Linked DNA regions of Danio rerio: region 2 is linked to region 1. Evidence: chromatin contacts called from public HiChIP or PLAC-seq data. All regions are on one chromosome and are shown on one strand. The core of a region is the stretch at or near the end of the contact, and the rest is flanking DNA. Distances in the headings are between cores, read along the strand shown.

Region 1 (3,196 bases), core at 338-2,837:
TAATCGCGATTTGATATATCGCTTATAAACCCAGCCCTAGTGTCACGTGATCCTTCTGAAATCATTCTAATATGTTTTATCCTAACTACTTGGTGTGTGTGTGTGTGTGTGTTTTAATTACCAGTATATTATGTAAGACTAAAATCTTCTGTAACATTATAACAGTCTGTACTGTAATATTATGTGCCTCCCTGAAGGAAAAAGTGGTCAAAAATGTTAAACCCTTGTAATTACTGTGTACATACACACATGTATATGTTAACATGAAACGCAGAAAGCTGAGCTTCTGGCCTGACTGGACTTGCAGAAAAACACGTATTGTTGAAGTAAAAAAAATGTAAAGAAACATCCAGTTTCTTTCAGTCAAGGAAACAAGAGAGGTTTAAGCACTTAACAAACAATTGGCAATGGAAAGCGTGCTTAAAACAGACGAAGGAACGCGGGATGCTTTCCAAAACCAAAAAAGAGAGATCACGGAGATACCATAATTACTCCGATTTGAAGCACGCCATGTTCCTATCACTAGGTGAAAAGCCACAACACCACATTTGGGCTGCGTCTCAAAAAACGTGGAGCTATACAACCTAAAGGGCTTTTGAGAAGCACATGAATATAAAATGAACATGGGCTATATAACGCCTACAGTGCTGTTTAGATGGACGTCTATAAATACGGAGTAGGGTTTCATAATATACACGCTGAAAAAAAAACACACTCAACGGCATGTGCCTCATAAAAATAAACAGCTAGGCGGTGCCATTAAGACACATTAACTTCCACCAGATGGACAGCTTGGTGGTTATTTTAATATGAAATATCATTTTAAAAATTACATTATTGATAAGTGTGTTATATACGTATTAAACATTTACACAGCTTTATTATTTTCATAACACACTCTATTCGTTTGTGTTTATTGACTAACTCTTGCACTAACGTTATATATGGGTGTGTCGTTTATCCATACATCTGATCACGTTTAATTAATAAACTGTAATAAATGTTACACATATACACATAAATATAATAACTCAAATATATATATACTGTAAAGTATTTTTAGAAATCGCACACGTGCATAAACAACAGCGATGCGAAAATGAAATATGCGTTTACTAGTATCAACATAAAGAAGGGAAAGTAACTTAAATTATGAAATATTAATTTTAATCGAGATTATTAAATTGCAATATTACAATAATAATGAACATGGCTATCAAAACAAACGGATTATTCATCTTAGTATGGCGTAAACACGCAAAGCAAGGTCGATGATAACATTTGGAGGATATCTGGGTGTATAACAGATTAATTTGTTATATTTTTACAAGATAAAAAAAACCGCAGGCATTCCCTTACCTTGATGCTGTGTCGTTTCTGGGTCGGTACCACAACAACCTCGTGCCCGGTTCCACTCACACGTCCTGCAGCGTTGCTCGTCCGCCTAAAAGTGGTTATATGAAGTTTATTGCTTACGAGGATTGTCTTGATCGCACGCACTATTGTCCTGAGTGAATTTTTGGACTTCTCTCCTCTTCCTTTCACCACTCACGTCACTTTACAGCGAGGGACGACATGTGAACAGCTACACGTGCTGAACAAAAGCCAACGCAGGCCGCGCTCCCATTGGCTGACAGATCAAAGGCGACTCGCTGATTGGACCGCATAGCAACCAATCCGCGTGCAAATGCGACGTGACTGGTCGATTATATCTGTTTGCACACCCCCCTCCCCGCACGTGGCACTCGTGTGTAAAGGCAGATACTACGCATTGAGTCACATTTTACAGATGGTGCTCATTGTTCCACGTTAGGAAGAGAGTGTACACGGGACAGTTTTTTGGGGGGGAGCATAACACGTTTACTCTCAATGCTGCTTTCAATTTGAGATGACATTACAGATATTTTAGTAATTATCTATCTATATGTTTTAAATGGTACTTTATTGAAGATATGTATTCAATACAAGTTGATAGAAAGCAAAGCAGTGTTTACAGTAAACCTACAACAGTTAAATGCCTTGTTTAAGTATAAATGAAATTAAAGCTAACCATATGATTTGGCTAGCCCACATTGCTAATTTTGGGGTGAACAACATATCTGCGCATGTCATTAGGAAACAAAATAGTTTGCCCTTGTAATCTAAAATGAAAATCTGAAATGCACTTCCTGTTTATTTTCAGTTAAATCGTCAGATTACGTCTGTCTGAGGTATTGGGCGTGGCCAACATACTTAACCACGCCCCTTTATCTCTCAGTTTTGACAACAAACAGAAAGGGTGAGAAAAAGGAGTCTGTTATGTTGTAATAGCTCTCCCAAAACCATTTCCTTCATGTTTATGAATGAATTGCCTACTTCACTATATCCAATCAGCTCAAAGGAGAAAAAAAAACAAGCCACTCCCACTGTTTACTCATTTAAAATTCAGTTTCTCTAGGAACTGCGTCCCAATACGAAAAAAACAGTCGCAGCTTCCGGTTCATGCGGGTTTCATCACAACAGAGCTTCTTAAAACCTCTTTAGTTGTTCTAAATTTACTGTAAACAACATATTCATGGTGGTTGTTGCTTTTTTTAACGTTGAATGATTGGCTGATGAGCGTTCTAAGATGTGTGATCGTTTTTTTAGACAGGCTAAACCAATAGTATCTGGATGGAGCCTTTATATTGCAAGCTGAGATTGCATCACTCAGCAATGTCAGACACAATGCACTCAATGGAGTGAGTGATGTCGTAGGGTTAGGGGCGGGGTTAGGTAAGCGCATTAAAAATCTTTGGATGCAGCTCAGATTGCACTGCACCAGGTCTGCATCCAGACCCCTCTCGGCTAAACACACACCTTATGTAGTTGGAGCAAGTTTATAACCGCATTGCAGTTTCATATCACTACACCCTGTGATTTCAGTTACTTCACATCCTTTACAGCTGACAAAAATCACACCAAAACAAAAGAGAAGCTTTGTGTAAGAGTAGGCTCACACACATTAGTGGTTTGATGGGAATCTGACAAATGCCTTGAAATAAAGCATCTGATTATAAAGTATGTATAGCTTTACGAAATATGTGATGACTTAGAGAGGGAAAGCGGTTAATGCCACCTATGGTGCTTTGCGAGTGTGTTCACGTGTTTTGAGGTAGAGTAAAAGCTATTCTGTTGCTTTGATAAGTCAAGTGTGTTCATTAAACTATTACAATGT
Region 2 (2,970 bases), core at 354-2,853, 93 kb after region 1:
GTGAATTATTAACTTAGAACACAGACTTGAGAAACACGATTATTTAAATAATAAAAGTGGAGTTTAGATCAACTTTCCATTACATTTCCTCATATATCCAAGTGTTTAGGCAAAGCTTGGAATAATTAGTAAAGCAAACCTTGGTATAAATGCTTATTTACATGTGAATAAATGACCAATTGTTATGGGGAGTGGGATTGCTCCACTGAAGAGCATTTGATGGTCAGAAAATCTGATGAGAAGATTGAGTCATAATAAAGTGAAAGGGATAAACTGATTTTGTGAATGCTTACTTGTATCTTCGAAATGTCGTTTTGGAGGTCACACTCTTATAGATAACCTTAAGATACAAACCCCTTCAAAATGATTTCAGGGGAACTTTAAACTGAAAGATTAATCCAAAACACAGATTCGATAAAAAAACAAAAAACAAAAACAACACATAGTTAATTTGATGATAAACAGTGGGCAGTTCAGATCAACACTCCATTACATTTTCTCATATATGCAAGTGTTCAGTCAAACCCTTGGTATGAATGCTTAATTCCATGTGAATAGATGACCAATTCCAGCTGTGTCTAGTGGGGGGCGGGATGCTTCGTATCCTGAGGAGCATTTGAGATGATGAGAAGATGTGTGTGTGGTGATGTCAAAAAAACAGTGAAATGCTCACATCTTCCAAATGTAAAGTTTGACTTCCTTTTGGAGCTCACAATCTTATAGATTACCGAAAATAAACAATTAAATTTTTTTTAGGGGGATTTAAAGTAAATGATTAACTTAAAACACACATTTGAGAAGCACTGCTAATTAGATATTAAACGTTAAGGAGTTTAGATCAACTTTCCATGAAAATTCTTCATAAATCCAAGTGTTTAGACAAACCTTGGTATAATTGTTATAGCAAACCTTGGTATAAATGCTTAATTACATGCGAATAAATGACCAATTGTTTCGGGGAGTGGGAATGCTTCACTGAAGGGCATTTGATGGTCAGATAATCTGATGAGAAGATGAAGTGCATCGTGATGTCATAAAAAAGTGAAAGTGATAAACTGCAATTTTAAAATCTGACTTTTCTATCTTCCAAATGTGATTTTTGACTCCTTTTTGGAGCTCACAATCTTACAGATAATCTGAAACAAAAACTTAAAATGATTTCAGGGGGCTTTAAAGTGAATCATTAATTTAAAACATATTCAGCTCCTCTCCTAATGATTCTGCTCACTCACACGGTTACACAACCCGCCTCACGGCTACGATTCCCACGGGAGTCTCGATATTTCACTGTGGGTAAACACTGCCACGAGCGTGCGACAACACGAGCCCCCTTTTGAGGAGTCATAGCCTACATTTTCTTTTAACGAACCAACATTTTTCAGAATTAGGTAACGTTACAGAGTGTGTGCTCGTTCGTTGTATATTTATATCATGGACCATAATAAAAAACATTACTCCCTAGATTTAGTCAAAAGTGTGTAAGTGAATTTCTAGGAGAAAGTGCCTAACAGCCGTCGAGTCGACAACTGCCCTCTCCTCCCTCCCTCCTGGCCGTCCACTCCTCCTCCTCCTCCCGCTCCGCCTGTGAGAATGCCCGTGCTGTACTGACAGAAACGATACGGGCTAAGCAGACATGGAGGCCCGATTGACGAGAGAGGCCCGTTCCGACGAGCCAGAGCTTCACTAACTCGGACCCGGAGAGAATTTCGGGCGACATATCGGATTATCACGGGTAACGAGCGACGCACACGAGACAGGGGAGAGGTGGAAGAATTTGAGGGAGAGATCCATTTCGGGTCCCTCTGTTGATTCAACGCAGCAGCCGCCATTTTGTTGACAGTTCGTGTTTTTAATAACCCGTGCAGGGCTCATCCCGGAGAGCGTTAGATTTTTGCATTCCGCTTCTTTTGGTCCTTCCGAGGATATTTATGCTCATTTTTTGTTATTTTTTACTGAAGGCCTGATGGAGAAGGGGACGGTTTACTCATTCCCTTCGCACCAGCAGCGGTTGCTTCGTTACATTACTCGTATGGACAAATCGCGGGGGTTTTGCTAGCAATGCCAGCAAATGTGTCTTGACAGGACAGCTCAGTCGTTTCGTTAAGAGTGTGGGGTTGATAGTAGTGATTAGCGGGTGTGAATTCACTCGTATAGAGGGTTGTAAACAACACATAGACGTGAATTGGATGGCCGTTGACGTTGTGTACGTGTGGTTACAGCCTCGATGTTGAGCAAAACCAACTTACCTTGCTCCAGACATGTGTCTTTCAAAATTGCAATGGCAGCAAGGTATTTTGACGTCCCGCTGTAGTAACCCTTTCACTTGCTATTATTGTTTCACACAGACTGGGTTTGGACATATTTAGTAGTGTCCTGAGGTTGAGCTCAATATATATGCTCTTCGCTAACGAGCTATGCTAGCTAACGTTATATTAGGATCATAAACCGTGACCAGTGCGCCTCACGTAGATAAATATCGTTACTTGCGGGGTGACTGGATCAACAGACTAACGTTAGGCTAATGTTTTGTTATGTCATACATTGGTTGGAATGTTCTTACGAGAAACGTGACGCCTTTTTCCCTCTTGCTTTTTTTGGGTACATCAGCAATTTCAAGATAAATATCCGAGCGACCATGCTGGGAGGATTTTGACCGCAAATTATGTGAACGCCGTTCTAGCTCGCTAAGGTAAGTTCTTCATACTTTATTCTGCATTTAGACTTCAAATGTGCTATAAATGCTCTGTAATCTAGATGTTTGTGTATTCTTTGAGTACATTTGTTCGAACTAGAAAGGGAAAACGCAGTATTTTGATGCATGACATGCGCGTAACGCTTTGTTTGTTTGTTATTGCTAAACGTAATGCGGCTTGGAAAGTGTTACGGTGTTCATTCATTCAGAAGTTATGATCAGCGAGCCTTAAGTGTTCATAAAAAAGGCTTAATTCATAGAAACGAACCTTCAGTGGC

What was found. HiChIP or PLAC-seq counts read pairs in DNA pulled down with a chosen protein or histone mark.
Region 2: an H3K4me3 HiChIP or PLAC-seq map of gastrula embryo shows a contact between it and region 1, with 2.4 times the contacts expected there. The contact joins the promoter of ash1l here to the promoter of ciarta in region 1. A contact is called at or near these places in 2 of 4 datasets of contacts at active chromatin or transcription factors (embryo and gastrula embryo).

What each region holds. Positions count from the first base shown.
Region 1 is chr19:9,998,792-10,001,987 of GRCz12tu, forward strand. It overlaps ciarta (circadian associated repressor of transcription a), which reads right to left and starts at 1,588. Exons shown (of 6, transcript NM_001327898.1): 1 at 1,360-1,588.
Region 2 is chr19:10,091,606-10,094,575 of GRCz12tu, forward strand. ash1l (ash1 (absent, small, or homeotic)-like (Drosophila)) reads left to right here and starts at 1,604. Exons shown (of 27, transcript NM_001346407.1): 1 at 1,604-1,732; 2 at 2,608-2,689. It overlaps LOC141379011 (a long non-coding RNA gene), which reads right to left and starts at 1,838. Exons shown (of 3, transcript XR_012394904.1): 1 at 294-1,838.